Linked DNA regions of Zea mays: all the other regions are linked to region 1. A link is a contact called in public Hi-C data. All regions are on one chromosome and are shown on one strand. The core of a region is the stretch at or near the end of the contact, and the rest is flanking DNA. Distances in the headings are between cores, read along the strand shown. Region 1 holds the start of LOC100191600. Region 2 holds the start of LOC100273913. Region 3 holds the start of LOC100278970. Region 4 has its middle 260 kb from the start of LOC100283512.

What was found. A called contact is a pair of places that touch in the nucleus more often than the background predicts.
Region 2: a contact with region 1 is called in a Hi-C map of leaf, with 5 times the contacts expected there. The contact joins the promoter of LOC100273913 here to the promoter of LOC100191600 in region 1. A contact is called at or near these places in 2 of 25 Hi-C or Micro-C datasets (leaf and tassel).
Region 3: a contact with region 1 is called in a Hi-C map of bundle sheath, with 5 times the contacts expected there. The contact joins the promoter of LOC100278970 here to the promoter of LOC100191600 in region 1. A contact is called at or near these places in 3 of 25 Hi-C or Micro-C datasets (bundle sheath, ear and endosperm).
Region 4: a Hi-C map of tassel shows a contact between it and region 1, with 3 times the contacts expected there. The contact joins the enhancer-like site here to the promoter of LOC100191600 in region 1. A contact is called at or near these places in 4 of 25 Hi-C or Micro-C datasets (ear, leaf and tassel) and 1 of 3 datasets of contacts at active chromatin or transcription factors (leaf).

What each region holds. Positions count from the first base shown.
Region 1 is chr1:143,018,350-143,025,911 of Zm-B73-REFERENCE-NAM-5.0, reverse strand. LOC100191600 reads right to left here and starts at 3,337. Exons shown (of 4, transcript NM_001137029.2): 1 at 3,113-3,337; 2 at 993-2,376; 3 at 754-900; 4 at 1-325. The coding sequence starts at 2,184.
Region 2 is chr1:143,507,135-143,514,696 of Zm-B73-REFERENCE-NAM-5.0, reverse strand. It overlaps LOC100273913, which reads right to left and starts at 4,804. Exons shown (of 3, transcript NM_001148305.1): 1 at 4,501-4,804; 2 at 3,637-4,049; 3 at 2,875-3,563. The coding sequence starts at 4,564. The coding sequence ends at 3,156.
Region 3 is chr1:143,343,463-143,351,024 of Zm-B73-REFERENCE-NAM-5.0, reverse strand. It overlaps LOC100278970, which reads right to left and starts at 3,247. Exons shown (of 4, transcript NM_001152063.2): 1 at 2,978-3,247; 2 at 2,815-2,897; 3 at 2,534-2,736. The coding sequence starts at 3,192. LOC100274631 reads left to right here and starts at 1,857. Exons shown (of 1, transcript NM_001365149.1): 1 at 1,857-2,522. The coding sequence starts at 1,918. The coding sequence ends at 2,301.
Region 4 is chr1:142,729,230-142,736,791 of Zm-B73-REFERENCE-NAM-5.0, reverse strand. No RefSeq gene overlaps it. Among protein-coding and RNA genes, the nearest start is that of LOC100283512, 260 kb to the right of the region's middle. Within about 2 kb of position 3,306, at least 20 of the 20 cell types and tissues checked have an H3K27ac peak or open chromatin away from gene starts, as enhancers often do. A contact at or near this core is called in ear, leaf and tassel, where this site is marked.

The DNA of each region.
Region 1 (7,562 bases), core at 2,088-4,587:
GCGATGCTGTCCGTGGCCACCTCCCGCGCGATGCGCTGCGGCTTCACGGGCTGCTTGTTGAGGTAGGCAAGGCTCGGGAGGAGGCCCGTGACCGCCCGGCGCAGGGCGTCGTCGCCGATGTTGGCCTGCACCGGGTTGCCTACGAGGTTGAGCGCCAGGAGGGAGTGGTAGTTGGCCACCAGCTGCCCCAGCGCCTTGGCCGTCGTAATCTTGTTGAAGCTCAGGTCCAGCACCGCCAGCTTCAGCAGCCGGTGCAGACCCTCCACGTCGCTGATCTTGTTGCCCGCCAGGTACAGCTCCCGGATGGCCGTGCAGTTCGACAGACCTGATCCATGGCGCGCAGCATCGCAGAGGAATCCATGAGCAAAGCAAACAAAACAAACTGATGCATTCGTGATTGCTTAAGGCATGCAATTAATCGAAGATGATGCATGTCAGTCGGCAGCAGTGGGTCCTTCGTCCATCATGGGCCACCTCAATCAGAAAAGCAAATGCATAAACGAATCAGGACAGGGTCATCTCAACGGCACCGGTCCCAGACAATTATGTCCACCGCTGGCCACTCGAAGCCAAGACATGGAACTGGTACCGCAATGTGGGATGTCCTGTCCTGTTCAATGATTCGGAGTCTCTGATCCACACCGACAGACTGTACCGGCCGGGAAGATGATAAACTCAGATCGCATCTTTATGAGTGCATGTGCACTGTGCATACAAGCAGCAGTAACCTCAAGTATGGAGACACGTGCTTACCATGCCCAATCCGCGAAATCCTGTTGTAGCTGAGGTTGAGCACGCGTAGCTTTGTGAGCTCCCGGAGGCCCTCGACGCTGGCAATCTTGTTCCTGGACAGATCAAGAGAGTGGAGGCCCTTGGGCAGCGATCCAGGGGAGATATGAACTGCAGCAGCAACTCAAATTATTCATAGTTAATTACTGATAGTTAGTTACTGAAGAGTAATAAGCAGTTCATTAAATTAGTGCTCTGCTCACCGATGAGGTTGCTGGAGAGGTTGACGGCCCGGAGGGTTGAGAAGGGCGCGATCATCGGCACCACCTTGAGGCCCATCCCTGAGATGTGCGCCACCGACGAGAAGGCGTTCAGGGACTGCACCACGGTGTTGGCCTGGACGACCTCGTCGGCCGTCGTTGCGCAGCGCTTGGATTTGCTGTTTCCGCCCTTCCCGGACGATGGCTCCCCGAGCTCGAGATGGCGCGGCTGCGACGCCGCACACTCGCCATTCTCCTCATCGTCCTCTCCGTCGTAGTTGTCGTCATCCTCCTCGGCGATATCGAACGGAGGCTCGCTTTCGATGCTGCTGACCCACGCGCTGACGCGGTCGTGGATGGAGCTCTCGGCGCAGAAGGCGACCCACTGGTTGGGCACAGACGCTGCTGGCGGCGACTCGTCGACCATGACCGTCTTGTTCTTGCGGTCGGCGGCCGGGCCCTCCTCGAACGTGTCCGAGGTGTACCCGTCGTGGCGGCCAGGCGAGAACGATCGGTGGGCCGTGCGCGCCGACCGCGGCATGTGCAGGTTGCGGTGGCTCCAGAGGAAGAGCCGCCACCAGAGCTTCCGGCTGCGCGAGGGCAGCACCTGGCTGGACGACCGCTTCTTCAGCATCACGCGGTCGGCAGTGCGCGACGTCTTCACGGACGCCGGACTGGCCTCCGGCGCGCCGTGCGGGGTCGCCGTCGCGTCCAGGGCGAGGCCGGCGACCAGGTTGCCCAGATCGCCGTAGGAGCGCGACCGGGCCGGCATCTCGGGCGCGGAACGCGAGCCTGGTCGCTTAGTCTCGATGTTGGAGCAAGACCGCTTCAGCTTCGGCGATGTGTCCGCCACCGCAGCGTCGGCCGAGGTGTCCAGTGCCACGTCACTGTCGGACCGGACGGGCTTCATGGCCGCGTGGAAGCTGAAGTCGAAATCTGACAGATCGCTCTCCTTCACCAACACCAGTTGATCAGCCGCTTCCTTATTGTTGCGGTCCTCCACGGGGACCGAGAGCTCGGCGGGGACGACGTCCTGGACGACGCCTGCACCAAGCGTCGGGTCGATGAGTTCGACTTCGACCGGCTTCACCTTGGGGCACTCGTTGCCGCTGGCCTTGATAGCATCGGTGATCTTGCGTGTCTTCTTCTTCCTCTTGCCGGGGAGCAGAGCGGGGAAGCAGCTCAGCTTGGCCATAGCTTGCCGGAGAGCAGGGCGCAACTGTTGTCTACGGGAGGCGTAGGCCGAAACAGGGACGCCGGGATCGCGAGGACGATGATGATGACGACGACGGAAGAGGGCAAACTCGCATGCTCGCCAATATTGAACTTGAACTGGGGAGAGCTGGAGGGCCGCAAAGCTGGAGCTGAGCCGTCCTGACAGCTAGCCCTGCACCAATTAATCAGCAGCTGGTTGAGAAGGGGGCTCTCTTTATTTTTTTGGAAGGCTGTTACGCGATGAGGTCTCCTAAGTCCTAACGGACGCGGAAACCAGTTTAATTTAACAACACACAGGAGTCCTTCAAACGCAAAAGAATATACATATATATCATCAGACTGCGAAAGAATGAGCAGACCGGGACTCCCCTTCAACTGCCAGACGGCTGAAAATGATATGCAATGACAGAGCCAAAGTTATTCCATTACTGACGCAAACAACAACAAGCCGTGTGGGTGGGGAAAAAGATCATCAGATTCGCGATGGAAACAAAATTGACCACCTTCGTTTTTTCCCCATTCTCGTCCGATTCACAACCACACAGAAAAAAAAATACAGACTAGCAAACAACGATTCGACATGAGAATTCAGAACCATGTAAGAAGAAGCGCTAACGTCTACATACACACACAGCAAACAAGAAGGCCCGGATGAGCACGAGAATTCAAGGATTTACCAGGAACGGAGGCAGGAGGGCCTGTTTGGAATGGAGAGGGGGGTTGCTTTACGGATGTTCAGAGCCTGGTTCGATTTGGACGGCAACCCCCCTCTCCAAACAGGCCCCAATGGCGCAGGCACAAAGGCGATCACAGAAGAGGGGAAAGCATTTATATACCACGAAGACGAAGCAGAGGCACGCCAAACAAAGGAGGGGGGCATTAAAGGGTTCTGAACAGCGAGGCCTCACCTTGGGTTCGTCTGGCTGGCACTGACACGTGCAAAGAAGGTGCCTCCTGTTTCCTAGCTGGTCGTTCGTCAAGGATGACGGGTCGGTCGAGCGCTGATCGATCGGCGGCTATTTCTCTTCTTGCATGCACGCGGCGGCTAAAGATGGGTAGTAGTAGTAGTATAGGACAGAGGCAAGAACAGGGAGGAAGGGTGCTCAGTGGTGTGGCGTGGCCCATCGTGGAGAAGACGGGACGAGAGGTGAGACGGTAGAAATAGACAGGACAAGCATGGATGCTTGGCGCCTGTCGCGCTGGTGGTGGAGGCAAGCACGCACGCGGTGGCCACACGGTGACAGTTGATTCGGACGTCACTCCCACTAGCCACTTGGTGCCGGCCGCAACCAAGGAGAGTCGGAGAATACTCCCGTCGTCTTTGGTATTTTATTTTATTTATTTTTATAATATATATAGGAAGCGATGACAAGTTATAGATTTATTAGTCCTTCTAAAAAGGGTAACCTCGGTTATTATTCTATAGACCTATGAAAGTGTCAATATTATAGCTATCTTATTTATAGAATATATCATTTTTTGTTACTTCTTTATATACGATGCTCGACTCAATGCCTTTTAGGAGTCATAGCCATCAATCTCTACTACACTATAAGAGCGTATGTGGACGTCCACCCCTACAGCATGTCCCGCCTCTGTCTTTCCTGGCCTCGCCCGCCCCTTCCAACCTCCTCCCTGCTCCCTTTCATCCTCGCACATGCTTCATTGCGCTCGCCGGGCCGCCCACGTACTCGGCATGCGCTCCATCTGTGCTGGCCCGCACTCCATCAGAGAGCTGACGCCGCAACTGGGCCGAGGATCTCGCTCCCTCACCTCAACTAGAGTTGCCCCATCATCTCCAACTGTTGATCACCATCGCAACCGGCACACAGAAACCAATGGCGCTCCTCCTGCACGCCCACGAGCATCGTTATCTCAGCGACCCCCTCCCTCGTATTCAACCATCGCTTCCTCGGCACCGACCAAGACGGCGACGACGTGGGCTCGCACCAATAACATCGCGACCACCGATCACATTGCACCTCTTCGATGCCTCCCTACGCTTTTTCCTCCACACGCTGCTGAGACCGACATCGCGACCATCAATCACGTCACGCTAGGACGAAGCGCGGGCACTGCCGCAAATGAGGCCAACGTCCTCCACACGCACCTCTTCGATGTCGAGGCCGACGTCGCCGCGCTGTGTGCCCGCGCCGAGTGGCTCGAGCGCGAGGCTTCCAAGTGGGATGAGCTGCTCCTCACGGCCACTTCGCAAGCCAGGTACTCTGATGGCAGGCCCCTGCCATACATTCGCGACGGAGAGGAGTGGGCGCGCCATGACCTCTTGGCCGACCTCCGTTTTCAATGCGCTCACCACCAAACTCCGCAACTGCCTCCCCATCCAAATAGACATTAATGTTTCAATCCACATCTCTACCGGTTTAATCCCTTTGCTGCTAGGTAAGGTGCCCTGTTCCTTGCTGCTCGGACGGATCGTTTAAGTTTTTCCTCGCAACCACCCTATTGCTTATTGCTGCATCGTGCAAGGAATAGGAGCACTAACTTATGCACGCTTATCCCTAACAGTTTAGGATTCATCGGGATTGGTTCGGTTGGTATTTCGTTAGGCCTCGGTTTCTATCCGCCATCTCCTCCTTCCATGGTTGTTGTCGCCTCCGCCCTACGCTCGGTGCTCGGGCCTTTGGGACTTCCGCCTGCGACGCTCACCCACCAGGTATGTGCACCCCTTCTCTGTTCCTAATGTGTGAAACCATAGCATGTGTCATTTGTCTCCATAGCCTGTAGTAATGTTATACTATCCCTTATACAAGGCAGGCTTAGGTGTTTATGTCATTACCTTGTACCGAGTGCTCTATGCCTTTTTTGTTTTTTGATGTTGACAATTGTTCATATTATTATGCTTCAGCAACTCGTAGCACCAAGTCAATGTGTATGATCTGTTAACTTGATAGAAGTTAACATCATTTGATTTGAATCAGTGTAATCATTTTTCCTGATTGCTTAGAATTGATTTGTTAATCATTTTTCAATGTCCTTGATTGATATTAGATTTTTGCGATCTTGCGTCATATTCTGTGATAAACAATGTACAGTTTAATTTTAATGTAACTTAAACAATTGTTTTGGTTCCTCCATAGGCCTCTTCCTAACCTTGAGGTTTCAAATGTAGTTTTTGAAAAAGCTGCAGATTATGCTCTTGTATGGATCAATAGGTTGTTGGTTGTCGGTCATGACATCGCCATCAAGACAGATAGGAAAGTTTTATAAATATCTCTCTCTTTCTTCGAGCTTCTCAGTTTCTCACACACTCTCTAATGTATATTTTTCCTAACTATATATGGTCTTACCTTTTCCTGTTCTCCTTAGTACAAAAGGTGAAACTAATTTTGTGGCTGGTTTCATTCGTTGGAATGCTCTTCAACTTTCTTACGCTCATTTACATTGGTGAGTTCTATAAAGTATTTCTTCATAAATGTTTGGATGTACTGTCCTTTTATGATAGCTCAATATGCATAGTCCATACTAAACTTACCATTTTTTCTAGGTGTAATGCTTTCTCTATTGGTTAAACCACTCTACGAACAATATCAGGATCAAGTTGATGAAAAGGTTGCATAGCGCATAGTATAATAGCGAGTCACATAAATACCATTGTTACCAGGGCTGGGCAATCATCTAAGGAGAAGAATGAATGAAAGATATGTTTTGTTGTATTGTGGTGAGTTTTGATATGACTCGACGTTAAATCAATGACTTGTTGATAGTATGGAGCAAATTAAATTAAGCAGCTTCCATGTTATGTCTCATAGTACATTAGCAGTACACATGCCATTATGAGCTAGATTAGTTTTTCCTTGATTATGTTTATTTAATTGTAGAGTAGGTATTAGTATAGCCAGAATTCAGAAGCGGAATCTAGATTGACAAGAGCTAGAAAAGGTTGCATGCCATTGCTAGATGTCTTATCCTTCTATGTGAAGTCCCTAAAACCATTGCAAGAACGAGTTTACGGGAACAGAACTGTGAGATTCATGTTATCGCACATGGTAAGTGCTATTTTGTGAGTGCTTGGGGTTAGCAGATTGGAAAAAATGATTTGCTTATTTTGGAATGGGAACATCTAATCTGAGAGCATGTGACTTTGCTAGAAATTAGATTAGTTGCTTTCTGTTGGGGGTCTTCTTCTCCGGCGAAGGTCCTCAAGACAAAGACACCATCGACAAAGTGATTCTGAAGACTTTCTTTTTCTCTGTCGAAGGTCCTCAAGATGAAGATCTTGTATGGAAGCAATGATGACAAGTGCAAAACTGCCACCAGTTTCGGCCTAGACCAAACCGAGGAGGAAAAGACTAGTAAGTCCCTAGTGATTTGTTTTACAATTATAAACAAATGTTAAAGGTTATAAATGTACTTTTACTCGGGCTGCGTCCCATGCCTATAAATAGGTGAACAGTGCCCTCGTACTGTTAATGCTGGATTGTAATCATTCTCGCGTCATCACCTTCGAACAAGCCGAAGGTATCAATGTGATATAAATTTTGTTAATGTTCATGTGTATATTATGAAATATAAATGTGAATGAACCAATGAGTTATATTTATTATCTTTATGCATTCTTATTTATCCATGAAATGATGAAGGCACATCCTTCATGACCTTCGTCTGATGATCATTATGTCTGAGAGGAGGTAATGCTTCATAGGACGTAGGTCCTTAATATTTAACAATTGTGTTGCTTTGTTCTTAATTCATAGCATTTGAAAACAAGCAACAAACATTGGCGCCCACCTCCGGTGAACTCACTTCCACGACCACAACAATGGCTTCGCAAGGCAACCAAGCTATGGCACCTTCGTTACGAAGCTGGTGTTCCCAATCATAGGTGGTTCATGTTCTGAACCAGCCAATAAGAAGTAAAATAAGGAAGCACAAAGAAGGGTACAACATGTTGGAGAGCAGGGACCCTTCATCAAGTCCAAGTGGTCTCATATACCAATCACCTTCTCCTAGGAAGACCTTCAGCTCAATGACTACCCTCGTAATGATGCAATGGTCATATATTATGTCATCAAGGGGTTTCTGGTGCACAACGTCCTTATGGACACATGTAGTGCAGCAGATATCATGTTTGCAAAAGCTTTCATGCAGATGCAGGAGCAGGATGATAAGATACATGATGCAACACACCCCCTGTGTGGCTTCGGAGGAAAGCAGATAGTGGCACTCAGAAAGATAACAATGCCAATCACCTTCGATTATGTTCATAACATAAGGACAGAGCAAGTTGTTTTCGACATTGTTGGTATGGATTATCCCTACAATGCAATCATTGGTCGAGGGACATTAAATGCCTTCAAAGGAATACTTCATCCAGCATATCTATGCATGAAGATACCA
Region 2 (7,562 bases), core at 3,555-6,054, 490 kb before region 1:
CCTTGGCCATGTATTATTAGTAATAGCCATATATGCATTTATGTCATTAAAGATGCAAATGTGTTATCGAGTGTAAATAGATGATATTTATAACTTCCTTTGCAGGAATTTCAACGAGGAAAGCCAGAGAACTTGATCGAAGGTGCATTGTATGGCATAGTTAAGGACCTATGCACATTAATATTGAAAGAGATAATTCCTGTTGAAGGGAAATATCACGATCCTACCGGTACATTACCTAGGCCAGAGTTTAGAATATTCATAGAAATTATTACACTATCTCGTAGCCGAGGAAAATAGCATTTCTACTGGCGGTTCCAAAATGATTGTAAGTGGAAATGTTGATTTCTATTGACACCTAGCACTGGCGGCACTAAAAAAAAGACAGTGGAAATACCTTTAAAACCGCCACTATAGAGCTTCTGTGTACTAATGTTGGTTGTTAAAGTCTCCTTCACCCACCTAGACTTGAATCCAGCATGCTAGGCATCCCAAACTGTGTTTAATAATCTAGTCACTGTTTGGTAATTAATCATGACTGCTCGATCCTTAAGACAAAACCAAGAGGATAAAGGGTACATGATAGTCTCCATTTCAAATTATAAGACATCCAGAGTATCTCATGTTTGATCAAATTTATAGAATGAACTAGACTAAATTTATAAAGGGAATTAGAAAGACTTACAACATCAAATAGGTGTACTATCAGGGGCGGATCTTCGACCGGGGCTGCCTGGGCTGCAACCCCAGTCGCGGCCCAGTAAAGCGAAGGGGCCCATCACTGACGGCCTGCCGCGTCCACGCTACCCTCCAGCCGCTGAGCTGCCGAGACGCAGACGCCCTCTACCCTCCACTCCTCTATCTCCAGCCGCCGCCCTCTACCAGCCTCCCTCTACCGATCTACCCTCCAGGCTCCAGCTCCAGCCGCCGCCCGCCAGCCGGACGCTGGTGAGCCGCCCACGCCCGGAGGACAGAGCACCGCCGCCCCGCGGCCCGTAGCGCCGCTCGCCCGGAGGCCGGACCGCCGGAGCACAGCCGTAGTGCCGCTCGCCCCGCTCGAAGCACTGCCGCGTGCCCGTGACCACGCCGTTGTCCCGTCGCCGCTCCGCGCCCCCTCCTTCGACCTTTGCCTTGGTTCCGCCGCGCACGCAGTGGCCGGAGTCCGGAGCATACGAGGCGAGCATCCGTGAGCCGAGTAGGGGTTTGTGAAGCAGACAAGCAGTGATTTGTGACCGTGCGCTTAACCCTAGCTGTGATTTGTGAAGCAAACAAGAAGTGAAGGTGAAACGTGTGCTATTGTTTGCTTTGAGTTTGATTTGAAGTTTTGATTTGATTATTTATTTGGTAGTAATCCCATGTTTGTACATATTCAAGATGAAAAGATTTTGAAGCATTTTGAAGGCTTAAGAACTTGGAAGATAAATTTACCTCGCAACATCAACGCATGAATGATATGTGTAAGATTATTCTATTTCTAGAATTCGTATCGACTTATTTTTGGACTACATATTTCTTGAATGTTTAAATTATATCTTGCTTCTTGTGTCATATTAAACATCAATTATATTATTTTTGTTTGGTTTAAAAAATTTTATAGCCTTATCTTAGTAGCCCCCTCTTGGATCAATCCTGGATCCGTCACTGTGTACTATGGAATTATAATTAATGTCTAATGATATTTATTTGATATTTATAAATATTACTATTTTCTCATATAAATTTTGAGATGCTTTGACTATGCAAGTAAGTTAAAATGATTATAGTTTGAGATGGAAGGAGTTCATATAGCACATACATAAAAGGAAATTCAATAGCAAAGGAGATCAGCATAATCAAAAACGCTGTTAATTATTAGTGTATCCAATTCAAATAATGCACAGTCGCCTGATGATGTCCTCGCAGAAGGCCGTTAAAGTAAGGGGGTGTTTGGTTTCTAGGGACTAATGTTTAGTCCCTAGATTTTATTCCATTTTAGTTCCAAAATTACCAAATATAGAAACTAAAACTTTATTTTAGTTTCTATATTTAGCAATTTATACACTAAAAAGGAATAAAATGAAGGGACTAAACATTAGTCCCTATAAACCAAACACCCCCTAAAACAGATCGTTCCCGTACACGCTCCACATATGAAAAACTGCGGGCAGATATGTTGTACCCATTGGCTTTATTTAGCTAATTGTGCGCTTCACTTTTCCGAGCAAGACGCATCTAGAAGAAGCTGCTGGGCCACACCCTGTACTACTACTGCTATCGCTGGTGTGCATTACAATATTGGCATAGAGGGCCGCATCAAAGCGAGCACATTCTCCCCCCATCCCCTTCTAATCGCCAATCAGCCAGAAAGACCTCAATTTTCTTTGCCCTGCTCCACATGGTTAAACAAGTCCACTCGTTGTCCCTGTCACTAGATACCTTTAATTTGCTGCACTTCCGTTGTTGCCTAAAGAAGCACATCCTAGATTGACAATCTGGGTACAAATACGGCATGTGAAAAAGTTTTAACTCTCTCTCTCTATATATATAGGCCGGTGGATACGAAGACTTTCATCTAACTAGTGTTTACCTAACTCTTTACCGTACCCATGCATCATGGTCCCTCTCTGCATGTGGTATCGTAACAAAAATGACCTTACAAATCTTTCAGAAAAAATGAGTTTAGTAATATACTCCTAGCTAGTTAGAAGACCAAGTACACTGTATCCTCATGCATTTTCTCCATCCCCTGTCTCCCTAATCCTGTCTGTCCTGCTGTGTTTCTACATGTGGTCATGTGTCGATCTCTCTGATAACCATGCCCACAAAGTACGAGTATCTTATATACTGTCCACATTATATGATTGTTCTAGATTAGATACAGCGAGAGAGATGTCTAAAAATTAACTGCATGTCAACCAAGATTTATAGAACAATAACCGTATTACCCGGCCTATCTCCTCTCGTAGCCCGTGTTTCAGGCTTTCAGCCCGCCAGTGAAAAATACAGAAATTAACTACTCCATATAAATTAACTCTACATAGTAGTATATAGTTACCGCGTCCCGGACCCATGCATGCATAATATAATGTACAGCGCCATATTTTACAAGAATGGTAGATACGATACCAAGAGTGATCTCCAGCCTCCAGGCAGCCAACAGCTTAGCTGTTGCTGTTCTACCAACCCTCACCGCCGTACCAGCTGCCGATGCCTGCGCTCTGCTCCTCGGCGAAGAATCCGTCGCCGGCGGCGGCGGCGCTGAAGAAGCCGTCCGCTTCCTGGTCCAAATGCGAATCCCCATGGTATACGGAAGGGAAAGAGGACGTCAAGAAGGAGGTGAAACCCGTGAAGCCCAGCGGGTGGCTGGTTTCTTGCTGCTGCTGATGGTCTAAGGCCGCGCCGGAGTAAGGGTAGGGCGACGCCTCCTCGTTGAACACGGCGCTCGAGTCGCTGTCCGTCGACCCGTCCTTGTTATACACAGCGGCTGCTGCTGCTGACCTCGTCGCCACCGGCAGCAGCTCCTCCGCCGCGGACTCCAGCTTCACCTCCATCTGCTTTTCCACCATGCCCCTCAGCTCCTTTATCTGACGACATGACATGACAGCTGATCTATAAATCAAAACCTCCACTCCACAATGAAAGCAATCCATCGCGTACCTCGGCGGCGAGGGCGTCTTTGTCGCGGCGGAGCGCGTCGCACTCGACGCGGAGTGCGTCGTGGCGCACGCGGAGCGCGGCGAAGTCGCGCTCGATCTGCTTGGTCTTCCAGCGCGCGCGGCGGTTCTGAAACCAGACGGCGACCTGGCGCGGGTGGAGGCTGAGGTCGCGCGCGATCCGGGCCTTGCGCTCTGGGTCCAGCTTGTTGTCTACCTCGAAGCTCCGCTCCAGGGCGCGCACCTGATCCGCCGCCAGCCGCCGCTTCTTCTCCCCGAGGCCGCCGCGGGACCCTGCGAGCTCCTCTTCTTCGTCCACCTCCTCGTCGTACGCCCCGGCGTCCACGTCGTCGCGCTCAGCCGCGGCCGTAGCATCGCCGTCCACTCCGTGCGGCTCCATGGACCTGCAGCTATCTTCTGCAAGTGCAAGCAAGGGAGAGATGAAGCTAGCTGGCTAGACTTAATTATTAGGCCATGTTGTGCCTGTCGATATATATATATATATATATATATATATATATATATATATATATATATATATATATATATATATATATATATATATATATATATATATATATATATATATATATATATATATATATATATAAATTTGCTGTCTTTGTCACGCTGACACTAACCTATACGGTTTCATATGCATCAAATCAAATGCATATGTATACGACTAAAAATCATGTTCACAAGATATTAGTTAGACCAAAATTTAGATGTAAGACGAACTGCGAAGCAACCAACCGTACGTACTCTTTTTTCTTGTTGTTGTATTTCCGATATTATTTGGATGAAAATAATAATTGAAGAATAAATATAGTTGTGTTTTGAAATAATTTGGGAGATTGTTGTCTACCTTGTAGATCTGTGGTTGCTTGCCCGCTGACCATTGAAGAACCTCTGCTGGTCGGCCTCTTCATCCGTGCTCAACTCTTGAGTGGAAATGAAGCTGGAGAGAGCTGAGAGAGATGGAGATCTTGCTATTGCATAGGAGGGTTCACATACAACGGCAGAACAGGGATGGCACTGGGACTTTGCTGTGCTAAAGGCTTGGAGAGGAGAGAGCCTGGATCTACAAGTAAACAAGCTGGCACTAGAGACTTGCCCAGCGCAAGTAAACTAGCTGATGATGCAAGAGGCCAAAGGAGGTGTATAAATAAAAGCAGCGGTTGGGTTGGGCATGTGGGTGGTGCCCTGCTGATGGCTTGTGCCACAGATATTTGATACCTAACATGTTATCTTTGGCAGGTAAGCCTTTCCTACTTCATATTTTCGTTTCAAAAATTAGATTCACAACTTAAACAACCTTAGCATACAATGCTACAATTATGATATGACTATTTTTTTTTATTTTAATTACCTTGAAGAAACCATCATTGTTCAATTTCAAGACTAACGATTTTGGCCAAATATCTAAAATTGGGTAGAATATTTCTTACTCCATGTCTGCATTTTTACAGCTGCACAATTTTCAGCACTTCACTAATTTCAACTGTGCGTATGGACTGTTGGGTTGTACTTTGGCATAGAAGTGGAAGTTGAAGTGCAGAAATTGCATTCTTGTAAGAACCATTCCTGAATAAAACTGTGGCCAGTAAGATGTTTTTAAAGGAGTAAATTTTCTCCTGCATGCTATTGCAGTAGCAGATAACTCAGCATAAATTGACTTTGCAAGGACACAACATCCTGCCCGAGACCATTTATGAATTGCATTATAAAAAATAGAGTAGTTAGGTGCCCGTGTGTTGCTATTATTTCCATTTATATTTAGTATAAAGTATAAAACACAAAGATATATGTGTTCTGTTGACTAGGTGTATGTGAATGTAAGTTTGGAGCCAACAACTAGGTTTGAATTCACATTTATGTATAATTTTAGCTTTTTTGTCATTTGAATAGGGGGGAGCCGATCAACAGTGGAAATTGGTGATTTATAGCAGTAAAGAATTGAAGTGAGTTATTTTTAAAATACAATTCAAAAAGAATTATGATGGTCTTTCTTGCTGCAAACAATGCGACAAAAGGAATCTCCTTAGTCGATCTTTTGGGTGCAGCTTGCCTCATTATTAATACTGATGTCCTCGATTCCACTTGGTGTGTAGCAGCTTATCAATGTATGTGCTATCTTTTCTTTTGTCCAAAGATTTCCCGTGAAAATAGATTACCTCAGATCAAGATTTTTTTGCAAGTGATGAAGAAAAATGAAAATACAGATTTACCAAATGGGACATTTTATAGCATAAAAAAACCAAGGTGGCCTTGGAATTCATAATTTAGACATCAAGAACACAACTCTACTAAATAAGTGGCTTTTCAAATTGCTCACAACTGAGGGTACTTGGCAACAGATACTATACAAAAAATATTTAGGATCTAAGTCTCTTTCTCAATTTCAATGGAAGAACAAGGACTGACCTTTTTGAGCTAGCATGACGAAGGTTACCCATAATCCATATTTTGGCTCAGCTTATATAGAATATCACCATTGACTCCATGTGTTGAACCTTGCATGCTTTTCACTAAATACCTGTTCAACACTCAACACCCTGGTTAATCCTTTAATTGTGTTATCATCCAAATACCAAAACCCATAAGGGACTCTCATTGTGGCATATAGAACCAAGGAGGTCATGAACTGTGGCACCAAATACATCCAAGATGATTGGTGATTGGGCTACTAGTCCCTTAGCACAAAGGTAGAACCTCAGGAATAGGGTGCACATGGAGAAAAATACATATTGATATAGAGTTTGAAATGGTGCAACAAGTTCATTACATTGTCTGTCACTAGTTAGTGTCATAGAACCCTATGTTAGGAAACACCTAGAGGACATGCAACCACTAATGATAAATCATGTTTGGAGGCATGGTTCAAAAATAGCACAAGATCAATTTCACAACATGACTCAAGCAACATGACATACCCTATGGAAAACCCGATGATGATGAGACCACTACTTAGTCCTTAATGACTTGTACTACGGTCATAAGTGAATATTGGGGACATAAATGTACTTTTGTCCGAGCTCTGTCCCATGCCTATAAATAGATGAACAGTAGCACCGTACTGTTCACGCTGATTTGTAATCTCCCTTGCATCAACACCTTCGAGCAAGCCGAAGGTATCATTGTAATATAAATCTTGTTAATTTTCATGCATGTTCTGTGGAATGCAAATACGAAGGAATCATTGAGATACTCTTACTGTTTTCATCTCTTTGCATTCTTGTTTATCTATAAGATGATGATATGTCCTTCATAACCTTCGTCTGATGATCATTACGTCCGTGAGGAGATAATGCTTCGGAAGACGAAGGTCTTTAATACTTAGCAATTGTGTTGCCTTGTTCTTGCTTCACAGCATTTGAGAACAAGTGCCCAACATTGGCGCCCACCTCCGGTGAATTCACTTCCACGATCTTCGACAAGCATTCACCTTCATCATGCCGCCGAGAAGGCAATAGTGCCAGGGGCTGCCCTGTAGCCACTGGACACCAATCAGGATATGCTCTCACTGAGAGAAGATAGGAGCCAGAAGAGAAAGGCTACCGGCCCAACACCTCAGGAGGAGGAGTTGGACCAGGAAATCAGAGACTTAGAAGCTATACATCACCAAGTACGGAGGAAAAGGAAAAGTTGCTTCGGCTAGCCGAACTTGAAAGGAAGATCGACGAAGACGCTGAATAAATGTGCCACATCGGGTAGGATGACCAAGGACGAGGGCCTCAACACAGAGAGCTTCGTCAAGAAACTCCAATCAACGATGATGGATGGTATGATGACTTGTACCATGGTAATTTTGCTTTTTATGATGCTTCTCCCCTAGCAGCAGAGTTGCAGGCTACTCCATGGCCACCTTCATACAAGCCGCCACAACTCCCCATGTATGATGGGCACTCCGACCCGAAGCAATTCCTC
Region 3 (7,562 bases), core at 1,998-4,497, 330 kb before region 1:
AAATTTTCAAGCTGTTTAGCTTTTACTATCTCTTTTCATGTCAAACTTGATAGTAACACACACCCAGCAGTAGATATAGTCATGTCCGATCAACCAAACACGTCTAGCGAATCCTGGCTCATTTAATGCAGACAACCAAACAACCGAGCTAATTATTACTTGCATCCATTTGTTCAGACTAGGCTTGGCCTACATCAAGGTTTGAACCAGGAACCAAACATACGATTTAAGACAATCTCCGGTAGATCCTCTATCACATTTCCTATCTCATCCCATATTTTAAACTTCACTCTGCAAACATTTTCAAACAGCGTATCTACAATTCCACGTCCCATATTCTACATTTACTGCTGGAGACAATCTAGGCACATTTGGTTGTTTCATAGTGGAGTCTGGCCGCTCCAAACAGGCTAGCCTGAGCCTGGTTCCCGAGATAAAAAAATAAACTCGTTTCTCCGTAGCTGGCTCGGGGCTAGATACTTCATCCCGCAGTGTAGGTGACCACTGACATATAACCAATCAAATACCGTCTGTCAGTGTCCAGATACATAGACAAGTAACTAAACAAGCATACGTTATCTCACCGGCCTGACCGGCCATATGCAGCTAGAGATGGCAATGGGTACCCGAAACCCGAAACCCGATAGGTTTTTACCCCATTAGGGTACGGGTTTGGGTCAATTTTCATACCCATGGGTTTGTTAATGGGCATAAATCTATACCCGGCGGGTTTATGGGTACGGGTTTGTTCCTATAGTACCCAAACCCGTGAACCCGTGGGTTTTTTAAACCCGACCAAACCTAGTGCATATTGTCATTTTATTTTATAAACGAACAACAAACTTGTTATTCCTTATTTACTTCATAATTTTTATCAATTGGTGAATATATCAGTAGTCGGTTAGAGTGTTGCTTGCTTGCTATTATAGTTTTTACTAGTGTTATATATGTGGTGGATGGATAACTTAGTGCAAGGTCACTTAATTATACAACTTATTATTTGTATTTTATTCTCTATACTAATAATATTTATACCAAATCATGAACTTGTTGTTCATTACATATATTTTGGATCATGATATCATTAATCATTATGATACTTATTGATTATGAGAAGAACAAGTATATTGGAGATGAAACCCGCGGGTAACCCATGGGTACCCGCTAACCCGATGGGTACGGGTTTGGGAAAAATCTCAAACCCGTCATGGGTACGGGTTTTTTAATGGGCATAGATATTTTTCACGGGTACGGGTTTGGGACGGCAAAACCCATCGGGTTTGTACCCGTTGCCATCTCTATATGCAGCCTACCAAAAACGTGTCCTCTCTAAGGACGTGTTTAGGAAATTATTATAGCCCTTCAATTATCTTACTTCCAAACAAAGAGCATTGCGTGACTGGCGACACGATTGCTTTTGAACACAACACTATGCATTCACCGGGGGCGCGCTTCGGTGCGGCGGCGTCGTGGCAGGCATCATTTGGCTTCCGTTGCCAGTCTAGCAGGTTGGCCTCCTCGCTTGAAAGCCGGCCAGGGACAGCGGCTTTTTTATGCACGACACGCAACGGCTAGCTGGCCTTAGCCACGGCCGACTGCGAAGAGGGCCATCTTCGCCGTCCGTCGAGGATCCGGCCGCCCTGGCTCACGCACAACTAGCCGTTGCGCACGACGTCACGGTCCCATGTCCTATCACGATTCACGAGCTGCTTCCGGTGGCCCGTCGTGTGCCGCCGTTGCACTGGACACAAGCAACCAGGGCCAACGGCTAATAAGTACCCGAAAGTATTTGAAAACGAACCCAGCGGCCACTGCCGCCTCGCCTATAAATACGGCGTCGCGTGCGGCCTTCTCTCATCGCCAAGTTTTTTTAACTATACAATCCAGGAAGGAAGTCACTGTCACTTGGTGAGATCGATGGCCCGCGTCGCCGCCGTCCTCGTTGCTCTCCTCGCCCTCTTTGCCGTCGCGGCCACGGCGCAGGCCCCTGCCGCGTCGCCCAAGCGCGCCCCAGCCCCTGCGCCACCCAAGATGGCCCCTCTCCCGCCGCCGCCGACCAGGGCCCCCATGGCCTCCCCGCCCTCGCCTCCCACGATGTCGCCGGCGTCCGCCCCCTCCGCCGACGCTCCAGCCACGAGCCCCGCCGGTGCGGGATTTGGCGACGCGATGGCCCCGGCGGGAGCCTCCGCTCTGACTCCGGCCGCCGCGCCCGTCACGGAGAAGAGCACAGCCGCATCTGCCTCCGCCATCAGCTTCGTCGCCATCGCCGGCGCTGTGGCAGCCGCCGCCGTCGTGTTCTAGACATCCGGAAGTGGATCTGAGGAGCTGCAGCTGCACCTGAGCCGCTCTGCTGTTGTTGATAGATGCCCTCTGTTTGCTCTGTTTTACGATCCATTGTTTATTTATTTATTTGTTTGTTTGTCATTTAGAGGTCTGAGACAGAGATGAGGATGTGTAATCCTATCAATTTTCTGAACGGGAGTTGTTTCTATGCTCCGCAAGCAAACATATGACACTGCAAGCTGGTGTGTACCTTGTGGATGATGTTCTGTGCAAGGTGTGCCTCCTCGGCGACTTCCTTGGACGCGTGCTCCAGGAGCACGACCGCTGTCCTCAGCCTCCCGTTCTCGGGCAGCTGCTCGGCCACTTCCGACGACACCTTCTCTGCGACGGTGGCCGCGTCCTCGACGGCCTCCGCCACTACCTCCGCCGTGTCTTTCACCATATCCACCTCACCTGATGGCATCGGCGCAGAGTTAAATTTTGCATCGGTGCAGAGTTTCGCGGCGCGCGGTACAGGGCTCTTTGCTCTACTCTGAATCAGCAGGAACGACGCCCATCTGGAATGCAGCATTGGCGCTGCAGCAGCAAGAATAGAACCGACGGCCAGCCTTGCCCTGCAGTGCAGCAGAGGAATTAGGAGCCGCACCGGGACCCACTAATAACTGTACAACGGACAGAACAGTCGAGCAATCACAAGATGAAGAAAGGCGTCCGCTCCTTGTCCTGAGACTGATGCTGGCTCGGCCGAGCCGGCGGACGTCTCACGTCTCCCCCGTGGCTGGAGCCCGAGAATCCCGATCGGACCAACGCCTGGAAACGCGGTGGCGCCGCCGTCGCGGATCCGAGACGGGTGGTGGAGCGGAGCTTCTGGGAGTAGAGAGACCCGAACGACCTGACCAGGGACGACATGGCCGATTGCTGGAGGACAAAACAGTCAGCTCCTGATCGCTGGGTCCTTATGCACATCGATCAACAACGTGGAACGAGCGCGTATATGTACAACATGGACACCTCGCCACGCGCAACGGCGTGAGGATTGAAAGCGTGTCCATTCGTTAGCTTGCAAGGAATTGTTGGATGTGAAGTTAGGGTGAATGATCTGTGCACGTCAAAGGCAGTCGATTTCCGGATCAGATATAGCCTTGGGAAGGCAAAAGGGGATGCGGTGTCATGTGTGGATTGTGAGACGGATAGCAGACATGCTAGCATGCTGGTGCCGAAACCTGAAGCTTCCAAGCAACAACGTTCGGGTGGATATCCTTTTTCATTTTCTCAGTTAGTTCGGATCGACGTAACCCTATGACGACACGTGGCTTGTAAGTTTCGTATATCATCATAAACTTCCCGCTTTCTTTACCGATCAAGTATCAAGTGCACTCGAGTATGGCTCGCTGAACTAGCGATGACAACGTATAACACCCTAAAATTATATTTTAGGATTTATAAAAGTTTTTTAAAAGTTTTAAATTGAAATATCTTTTAATAAGTATCTTATTACCTTTCAAGTTACTTATCCCAAAGTAAATATATTTTCTAATAAAATATTACACCAAATGAGTTAATTTATCCACTTTTTGTTAAACTATATTTTTTAAAAAACAACATCTCTTAATGAAAGTTCTACACGAGGAGTTAATATTATTAGATAACCATTTCTATTCTCTAAGGGTTGCATATGAGGCATTTGACTAAATGAATAATTGGTATATAAGTAAAATCAACCATGCATTGCATGCGGAGCCTTTTTTGTTGATTGTGCATTTAATTGGGTGTTCAAACTATATTTGAAATAGGAGAAATGATAAAACAAGAAAAAGAAAACAGGAAAAAATGAAAATAAAAAATATATATAGAGAGAGACTACCTTGTCTGGGCCGAAACCTACATTCCGGCCCAGAACCGCATCACCAGTGCGATCCAGCAGTACTCCAGCCGCGCGTCTGCTGACTTGGAGACCCCACCGATCAGTCACTATCGTGCGCTGGCCAAATTCCTCTGCCTGGTGGGCCTCCTGCTTAGTCATCTGCGTGAGGTGCGCTCGAGCAGGTGGGGCCGTTAGGCCAGTTTCACAATTCGCTCGCATCACTGACTTCGCGACCCACCCGCCAATGTCTCACGCTTCACGTCTCTAGCTCGTGGGACCCGCACTTCAGCCACCCCATTCACCGCGCGAAAAAACAACAAGTTAGTGGTGTCCGGGGCCCATTTGCTAGTAGCTTCTTCCCCGTCAAGTCCGTCGCGAACAAAGTTGTTACAACTGCCCAAGATTCGCGCGGCTCACAAAATCTTCCTAGTTTCAGCCCGTGTGTCGACCCCTCGAGAATATAACATGGCCGCCTACCTCTCCTCTAGCCATTGCGGCCTCCACAGGACCCTAGAAAGCGACTGCATCCATTGTCAAGCGTATATATATATAGAGAGAGAGAGAATTGACGCCACCCCGATTATGTGCTCAGCCTCGCCATCAATTTGCTGCAGTATGTGGTCGAGGAGGTTCGTCAGGACTCGTGAAAGTTAGGGATGTCAGATGTCACCAATTCATCGGGTGTCGCTGCAGTGATGAGAGGATTCATCGCTGGAGCTCCAGGTAAGAACTTCTCCGTGTGATTCACATTGGTGTATGCATCGTGTGGCTGCCTTCGGATTATGGTTTATGGCCTTACACCGCTGAATGGCGTGGCTACGGCCATCCGTCTGCCATGGAGGCCGACAGCGCCGCCGTTCTCGGATGTCTGGGTGAGAAGATAACGCGCTGGCCGTCGACCACGGAACAAACGGCCCAAATTAGAAGAAGTGAACTGTTATGCTTGGTTAAAACTGAGCCATTGATCTGCGATCCATCGATCTGGATTGGATCTAGGTGTTTTTAAATCCAGGTCGCCAGTTGTGAGATGGAGGGCTAGGATTACATCAGAGCGTACCCCTTCGTAGATTAAATCTGAGCCATTGATCTCAGGATGGATGGCCCAGTCGCGAGGATACCACTTCGGTCGTGGATTTTTGCTAAAGAGTCCCCAAAGTCGGGGGGAAATAATCTGCAGTCCATCTCTAATCAAAGACTATTACCGTGAGGTCCAGAATTTTAGAAAATAGACCCTAAACTTATCTAGAATATGACCCACAACATAGATCTCAGTTTTTCTTATAAATTAATTGTTAAAAATGGTTTTAAATATAAAACTTAATATGAAATAACTTAGAAACTTCAGAAATTCATAACATCTCCATTTTAACTCTGATTTTAGTGGTTCTTGAACCTAAAATTTTGTAGCGACACGTGGAATGTTATTACACAATTTGTTCTCATGCTTGGTGTAATGTTATTTTTACCTATTATTTGTCTCTCTATATGTATTGCTACGAATAGAAGCGAGGTCTCGAGGAACCTGAAGCTCCAATTGGAGAAGTACCTGTAGTTGCACCAAAAAGGCAAGTTGTGCCCTTGATCACTTTTATTTACCTAATAATGTTCTTGATAATCACCGTGACATGTGAAAGCGAAATGGGCTTAATCATTTCCTATAATCGATTTTAATGGTTGACGTCCATCACAAACCACGTGGACTAATTAGTTTGCCTAGATATCATTTATCATAGGTGCAAAAGGTTCAACACAAACCAAGCAAGAATTCAAGTTGGGGACTCAAATAAATTTGGAGCAAGACACGAGAGTGTGATGTCAATGGCACACTGGACAGTGTCCGGTGTGCACCGGACAGTGTCCGGTGCACCAGGCCCGCACACAAGCGAACAGACCACTCTCGGGAATCTCCAGGGCGCGCTCCGCTATAATTCACTGGACTGTCCGGTGTGCACCGGATATGTCCGGTGAGTCAACGGAGCAATAGTAACCTGGTACCAACGGTCGTCCGCCAAAAGTGAACAATGATGAACAGTGCGCGCAGATTCCAAAGGTCAAGTCGCTCCAAACCCCAATGGGCGTGCTGACGTGGCGTGCACCGGATAGTGAACAATACATGTCCGGTGCACCAGCGGACTGTCCGGTGTGTCCATCGCCAACAAAAAACAGTCAACGGCTAGGAAGTGGTTGGAGGCTATAATTACCCCCAACCAACTCCTTCAAAGGCATCCAAGTTTTCTGAACTCCATATTCATTGCAAGAGCAAAGCCAAACACTCCAAGACACATTCAAAGGCATTCAATCCACTCCAAGCTCCCAAAAACAACTCTAGTGCTTAGAGGCTTGTGAGAGGATTATTTGTGTTCTTTTGTTGCTCTTGTCGTTTGGATTGCTTTCTCCTTCCACATTCTTATTCATCTAAGTGCTTTGTAAAGCTAGCAAGAGACACCTAAGTGTGTGGTGATCCTTGCGGTCTTAGTGACCCAAGTGATTAAGGAGAAGGCTCATCTGGTCTAAGTGACCGTTTGAGAGAGGGAAATGGTTGAAATAGACCCAACCTTTGTGGCCTCCTCAACGAGGACTAGGTTCTTTGGAACCGAACCTCGATAAAACAAATCACTGTGTTCACTTGCTTTGATCTTCGCTTGATTTATTTTGTCCTCTTTCCTCTCTCTAAAGTTTCCTTGCTAAGATTGATTTGAGTTTGCTCCCAAACGTCATCCGCATCTATTGAGCAACTCTTAGCAAGAGAAACAATCTTCCGCACTCGAATATAATTCTAACGCTAACCCTGGCCTTAGTGCAAGTTTAAGTTTATAAATTTCAGGTTTCGCCTATTTACCCCCCTCTAGGCGACTTTCAATTGGTATCAAAGCCAGTGCTTTATTAAGAGTCTGACAAACTCGAAGTGATGTATGGAGATCACGCCAAGAGGGAGATCGTCACGGGCGACAAGGCCATAGGCTCGGGAAGGACTCCGTCAAGGGAGTCCGGCGACAAATACAAGGAGGAATCCTCTTCCTCCATCAAGTCACATAGGAAGGGTGACAAGAAGAAAAAGAAAATGAAGAAGGTGGTTGTCGGCGTTTCGAGACAGGGGGGTCCCTAAGCCGACGAGTGAGTGTGCTGCGTGCCCCAGCCCAGATGGGTCGAGCGCGTGGGCGAGCGCGAAGGGGGGAGAGGCGAGGTGGCCGGAGTCGAGCGTGAGAGAGGTGGAAGTCCCGCGGCCTTCGTGTTCGTCCCACGCCCAGGTCGGGTGCGCTTGCAGTAGGGGGGTTACAAGCGTCCACGCGGGTGAGGGAAGCGAGCGGCCCCAAGAGAGCGCCTGTCCCGTCCTCGGTCCCGCGCGGCCAACCTCCTCTGAGAAGGCCCTGGTCCTTCCTTTTATAGTCGTAAGGAGAGGATCCAGGTGTACAAT
Region 4 (7,562 bases), core at 2,057-4,556, 290 kb after region 1:
TAATTAAACCTTTGTTTCTAATTCTTGGTGTCATTTGCTCAATTGGATTTACATGTGATAATGATCTTGAGTTAGTACTGAGAAGAACTCTGAGAATTACTGGGGTGTTACAGTTGTGGTCGTGAGATCACTAGAGGTGGGTGCCAATGTTGGTTCTTGATTTCAATTCCCCTAAAGGTATCAAAAATCAAGGCAACACAAGTTAGATGTAAAGACCTTCGTCCTCTTGATTTAACACTCATTCGAAGTGTTAGAACAAGGGACAAAGTATTGAGAGAGAAACATAATGAAATAACATGAAAGTGACAAAATAGAACTTCATGTTCAACTCATCTCATATGCCTTAGCATTTTATTCCATCTCTCCTGATAAGTGAGTGTACAAGCATATCTTCGGTTCCTGCACACAAGATTGCACGGAGGTTCTTTGTAGGCTAAATAACACGAAGTGATGGTCCCTCCAAAAGGTGCTTTATGCAAGGCACACTGTTCACGTATTTATTGGGAAGATGATCAAAATTTGTACAAAATTACAATCATGCCCCTTAAGGCTTCACACTCATTATTTACAAATGACATCAGGGTAGTATTGGATTTTCTCCTTTCTCTGCTATTACATAGGTCTTGGCCTTCTTTTTCCTTCGTCAGCTTGCGCGTGAAGCTTTTCCTCATGCCGAAGCTAATTGTTTCTTCTCATTCTCCCACCATTTTTGCGTACAAATGAATCTTCTATTTATGTTGCTTCGACCGAAAGCCAACTTTGTCAAGCCTTTGGCATTCACCTGAAACACACTTTATTATACCGAAATACTAGTGTTTTGAGGACCTTCAGCAAGGCAGCCCCCAACACTGAGTATAGCGAAGAAGAGGGTGAGGTGGGTAATGGGACACGAGAAACATTGTCGAGTGCTTCCCTTCTCACCCACAGGAAACAAAGGTACATCTGGGCACGTGTCGAGAGGAGGGGTGGCCAAAGGCCCTTGAAATGCGGAGGGAGCTTCAATGTCCATCAACTTTTAATAAAAGAAGATATTTATGTCGTTTTATTTTTCTATCATACTTTTTGTCCATATGCAAAATATAATAGGATAGTTTCTCTTAGAATCATTAAGAGTTCATTTTCTTGTCCTTCCAATTGTTACACCTAAAAAGATTCTAATCATCACATGGTAGATCTTTCAAAGAAGAGTGTCATCGATTATTTTAATCTAAGTAGTGGAGGTACGACATATGCATGCATATTTTTGGTTTGCTTAAAGAGACTACCAAAACAGATTTGGGCCTGATGTTGGCACCCATGGCATTGGATGCCACAAACAAATAAGAGCCACATAATATATGATTAGTAAATGTTCCTTACCTATGTCATTATTGTTGGTCACTTGTTTTTTATCTTCTAAAGGATATAAAAAACAAGGCAACACAAGTTATTAAATTGGAAGCTTCTCCCTCTAATTATGTCTTTTACTAAAATCAATTAAAGCTATAAGATAAAAGGATATTGCAATAAAGGTAATGATAATGGTATGCAAATCAAGAAGAGCAAAACATATCACTCCTCTAGTTGTGCGCACTTGTATTTACTTCCTTCCTTGCAAAATATTAAAATATTACAAATGTACCTTCGGCTTCATACAAGCTAGAGCTCGAAGGTATCTTCGAAGGTTGAGCAATCGGATGCTCAAGGTCCAGAAAAACATAATTTATGCATGTCACTATTCCTCTATTTATAGTTGTGGGGTACAACTTCGGTGAAATTACAATTGTGACCTTGGGCCTATACATTTGGCCTATTTTACATGCCAAGGGCAAAGTTGTCCTTTCCCTCTTTGGACTAGCATACTAAATTCCGAAGGTTCCTGGTGATACTTCCTTGCTTCGTCATTCATGAGCATATGGTATCCACCCGAAGTTTTCTCCTACAGAAATGTGTATATTGTCAGCTCTAACTGATGGCTACCTTCGACATTAGTCATGCAACATGTGAAAGAAGACAAAAAAATTGTTATTGGCTAAGTGTTTGGAGGACCTTCAGGGGAAGAAGGCCCCCAATACTAGCTGTAACACCCAAAATCTTACTTTGGACTTATTAGAAAGATTTTTTTAAAAAAATCTGAATTAATGCCGTTAATAGGAATTTTACTAGCTTAGAAATCATTTCTTGAAAATAAGTAAATGACAATATTATATTTGGAGTTGTTAAAGTTAGATGTTGGACTCAAAACTAGAAATTGAAAATCAATTACATAAAGAATTTCAAATATTGATATGAGTGAATTATCTTCTTCTCTCTCATGAATTAAGCATTAGTATTACTGAAAATAACAAAACAAATAATAAAATATTATTGCATCATGCTGGGATTATTTTGTTTGTTGCATCTAACTAGGAGCTTGAAATTCAAAACCTAATTTGAATTTGAATTTGGAATGTGGAAATTAAAATACAAAAGATAAAACAAAAGGAAAAAAGGGAAAAGGAAGCCATACCTGCGCTTGGACCTTTTTCCTGAAATCGGCCCACAACCACTGCTAGCCTGCTCGGCCCAGCTAGGCGGCGTGCCGCGCGGACAGGTGGGCCCCGCCTGTCCGGGGTCCGTTGCGCGTGCCACTGCCGGGTTTCTCACCAACAGCTGGGGCCCACCTGTCGGGTCCCTACCCTTCGTCATCACCGGATCGGAGCTCGCGCCAGCGACTGCGTAACAAACTCTGTGCGCCGAGGAAATCTCGCACTGTTGTTTCATGCCAGACTCGCCTCCTCGCGCCTATATAACCAGGTCATCTGTTCCTCCTCTTCGTCTCATGTGGCCGCGACCGAAGCCACCATATACCGGGTACAGGGCGGGGGTGAAGCAGAGAGCGCCGTCGCATGCGAACCGCCGCTAGGGAGTCGACTTGACCCGTAGAGCCTAGCCTAAAGTGAAACACAGGGTGCGTGGAAGGTGCGCTACATAATTCATTGCCGCGGAAGAGCCTAAATCGATGGTAATTCCTCATCTGAGTGCTCTCCGCCGCGAAGCCCTTCACGCCGAGGGCAGACTCGTCTCCACTCCGAACGTTGGTGAGAATCCTATTGAGTGCTTAGTTGGCGTCTCCGTTTCGCTTGGGCCGGTTGGATTAGGAGCTAGGGGCCATTTGCGCGGGGACCGTGTGCTCCGGCGATGGTGCCGTCGTGGTGACCCTGCGTCGTCGCGGTCTGGTCGTGGAAGACCATGGTCGTGGATGTAATCTCGAACGACCAGGATTGGGCCTAGGTGATGGATTCGGGCATATGGACGTGGTCCGTCCGATCTGCCGCAAGGGCGTACGGGGGTGAGTCCTGGGCCATTTAGATCGTGAGTCGTGACTGTTGATGCCCGTGGAACGTATAGGATTACCTCTCTGGCATTTTGAATCATAGCCGTCGATCCTAGATCCATTGGCTATGCTTATGTACCGGTTGGAAGAAGGATTTTCTAATCCTGGCCGTTAACGCAATCCAACGGTCAGGATGCGCCTGTACCCCTTCGTTGTGCGCAATCTATACTATACTTAAAGCACCAGTTTCAACGGTCGTCATACGTCATTTTTTACAAATAACCCCTCACAGCTATTTCAAATTAATCTGTTGCACGTCTATAGATGACAAACGACGCCCGACATGGGCTAGATGCACGCGGGCCACAACTATGGCACAGACACGTCATATCGGCCTGCTAACTGTGTCGGGTCAGCCCGTCGATCTATTTAATTAAATCAGCGTAAAATGTTAAAAAACGGTGCAGGAGGTGGGGTTCGAACCCATCCCTGATGGAAGAAGGGCGAGAGACACTGGGTAAAACTGTCTAACCAGTAGAACATCACGCTAAGATATTTTTAATATTGAATATAAATTGTATATAGGTATATACGTTTTTTGTAAAATAAAAAAATAATCGTGTCGGGCCGGGCCAGCATTACGGGCCGAGGCTACAGCCCAAGCACGACACGACGTTCTTTGCTCTTGCAAGCATTAGGTGGTTTCTAATACCACATTGGCGCAATGGGCTACATGGTGTTTGAGGTTGCTGAATTGGATGGAGCAGCAATGATTTGTCACACTAACAGCAAAATGAAAGGTTATTTGTTGGTTTTGAACGTTAGTAATTGCTACGAAGTAGCGTAATTTATATAAAGCGCATCCAGTTTTTATTGTTGTCTGCCTTTAGCAAATATTACATATTTTGATCTATCTTTTTTATAAGTTTGACTTCATGGGACTTATTTTATAAACTTGATCTCACAAACTTTCTCTTATTTGTTCTCTGTATGATGGAATTATGTCATTTTATAAGCTCTGTTCATTCAGTCAATCGTTGTGAACTCTCTTCTAATCGCTCACTTCATTGGCCGTGTTGTACCAAGACATATTTGTATGGAGTAAACAATAACATCAGTTAGCCAAATCAAAAAAAAATATTATAAAGAGAGCGGAGACAATCAATAAAAAATCTTGAAATTTTTTTGATGGATAGTTTATTGTTGTAAGCCATCGCAACGCACGGACAACCGACTAGTTTATAAAAGAACCCTCGGAATGTTGTGGAATCAATCCTCCATCCACAGCCAGTGTTGAATAATTACAACCACACCTTGGAATTTGTAGATTCAACCCCGAGCTTCTGGTAAATAGTGCCCGCAACCCAAAGGTGAAATAAAATGAGTGAAATTAATAAAGAAAAGGATTTTGAATATAAAAATAATTCCAGAAACTTGTTTAATTCATATTTAATTCATTTTAACACATTTTTGATCCATTCCAGTTGCATTAATCCCATATTAATTTTTTATCATCTAGTAACCTTGTATTACCATGAAATCTATGATTAAAATCTTGTACCTTATTTGCTTTATAGTGGACACTTAAACATTTGGAAAATTATAACTTTATAACCGTAGCTCCGAATTTAGTGGTTCTCGAACCTACGATCTCGTTACGATACGTAGACCGTTATTATGCAGTTTGTTCTTATGTTTGCTGTGACGTTATTTTTGCTATACCATGTTTGTTTGTATGGCGACGATTAGCAGCGAGGTTACGAATCACTTGAAGAGCAAGTTGGTACCTGTGAATCTTGAGTCTCAGGCAAGTTGTGCTCTTGATCACTTTTCTTTACCCAATAATGTTCATGTTAATCAATGTGAAATGCTCAGGTTAATTTGATGGGACCTAATAGGTTTCCCTAGCATTGTTTATCCCCCACCTTGCAAATAGATGAACTATTGGGTAGATTTGCTATTGTTCTACCTGGTTTTGGGAAAGTAATGTTATATTATGTTGATGTTCCAATTTTATTGTTGTTGATTATTGTTCATGATAAGATCATTATGTTAATTGGAACATGGAGAACCACCCGGGAAAACAGTGCTACCACAGCTGACTAATTAGTAAAGCTAGTGGGGGACTACCTTACCCGAAAGGGGCAAGGGCGGTAGAGGAGCTACGTATAGGGAGGTTCTCGGGTTGATCATGCTGCGATAATGTCGGCGTTTCGACCCCGGGGGGTCCTTGGACCGACGAGTGAAATTGTCGCTGCGTGTCCCAGCCTAGATTGGTTGGCGCGAGATGGAACACAAGGGGGAAGAACACGGCTCGTGTTATCCTGCGCCAGGGGGGATGCGCTTGCAGTAGGGGTTACAAGCGCTCGCGAGGGAGAGGGAGCGAGCCTGTTCGTCAGCCCGTCCTCCCGCGCGACCACCTTTTCGTATGAGGGTCCTGGCCCTTCCTTTTATAGATGCAAGGAGAGGGTCCAGGTGTACAATGGGGGTGTAGCAATATGCTAACGTGTCCGGCAGAGAGGAGCCAGAGCCCTATGTACATGCCAACGTGGCTGTCGGAGAGGTGCTAGAGCCCTGTGTACGCGGTGTCGTGGCCGTCGGAGGAGCGTTTGAGCCCTGTAGAAGCACAGCTGTCGGGGCTGCTGGGACCTTGCTTGCGTCTCCTTGCTTCCGTAGGGGGCTGAGAACCGCCGTCGTCATGGACGCACGCGGGGAGCCATCATTACTTGTTACCGGGGCGAGCCTGGATGGGACGCCGGTCTTGTTACCCCGTAGCCTGACCTAGCTAGGGGTAGGGTAATGATGTATCCTCCGTGGCGCGGTCGATCCAAGCCCAAGGTCGGGCGAGGCGGAGACTCCTCCTGAGGCCGAGGTCGGGCGAGGACGCGATTCCTCCTGAGGTCGAGGGTGAGGCCGAGCCCTGAGGTCGGGCGAGGCAGAGACAACCTTTCGAGGCCGAGGGTGAGGCCGAGCCCTGGGGTCGGGCGAGGTGGAGGCCACCTTTCGAGGCTGAGGGTGAGGCCGAGCCCTAGGGTCGGGCGAGGCGGAGACCTCCTCCTGAGGCCGAGGCCCAAGGTCGGGCGAGGCGGAGCTTCCTGTTGCGCCTGAGGCTGGACTTAGCTGTTGTCAGCCTTACCCCGGCAAGTGGCACAACAGTTGGAGAGGGGCGAGCGGCGTTGTTTTCCTGTCAGGTCGGTTAGTGGAAGGGCGAAGTGACTGCGGTCACTTCGACCTTGCCGACTGAGGCGCGTGTGTCAGGATAAGGTGTCAGGCGATCCTCGCATTGAATGCGCCTGCGATGTGGTCAGTTGGTGAGGCAATTTGGCCAAGGTTGCTTCACAACGAGCCCGAGCTGGGCTTCGGGCGAGTTGAGGGCGCGCCCGTTGCTTGAGGAGGCCCTCGGGCGAGGCGTGAATTCGCCTGGACTACTATTCCCGCCCGAGGCTGGTCTCGGGCGAGGTGAGATCGCGTCCCTTGAGTATACGAAGCCTTGGTCTGAATTGCGCCCATCAGTCTCTGCAGCTTGTGCTGATGGCGATTACCAGCCGTGTTTAAGAGTGTTGGGGGTACCCCTAATTACAGTACCCGACAGTAGCCCCCGAGCCTCAAAGGGAGTGTTGGTACTCGCTTGGAGGCTTTGCCGCACTTTTTTGCGAGGGGATCGGCCCTTCTCGGTTACACTTTGTTCCGGTGGGTGCGCGCGAGCGCACCCGCCGGGTGTAGCCCTCGAGGCCTCGGAGGAGTGGTTTGACTCCTATGAGGTCTTAATGCCTTTCTTGATGCCTCGGCCGGTCTGGTTGTTCCCTCATGCGATCTGATCGTAGCCCGGGTGCATGGTCAGGTTCCGAGTTTTCAGGCTAGTTTGTTGACGCTGTCAACGGTTTGGCCGTAGCCGGGTTTGCGAGAGCACCCTTTGAGCCTCTGCACGGAGCGAGAGGACGATCAAGGACTGACTCGACTTTTATCATACGCCCCTTCGTCGCCTTTCCACAAGGAGGAAGGGGGGAAAGCGCCATGTTGCCCTCGGAGGGCGCCGAACATGGTGTCTCCAGGGAGTTGCTAACGGGTGATCCGAGTGGACGCCCGTGCCCCATTCGATAAGGGTCGGCTAGTGGCCCAGAGGCGCGCTCCAAAAGTACCTGCAAGTGATTTGCCGGACCCGGTCCCGTTCGATAGGGTCCGAGGGCTCGATGCCTCCCTCCGATGGGATTCCAATACAAAATCGCTCCTGCTGGTCTCGGAAATGTCCTAGGGTACCTCGGGAGCA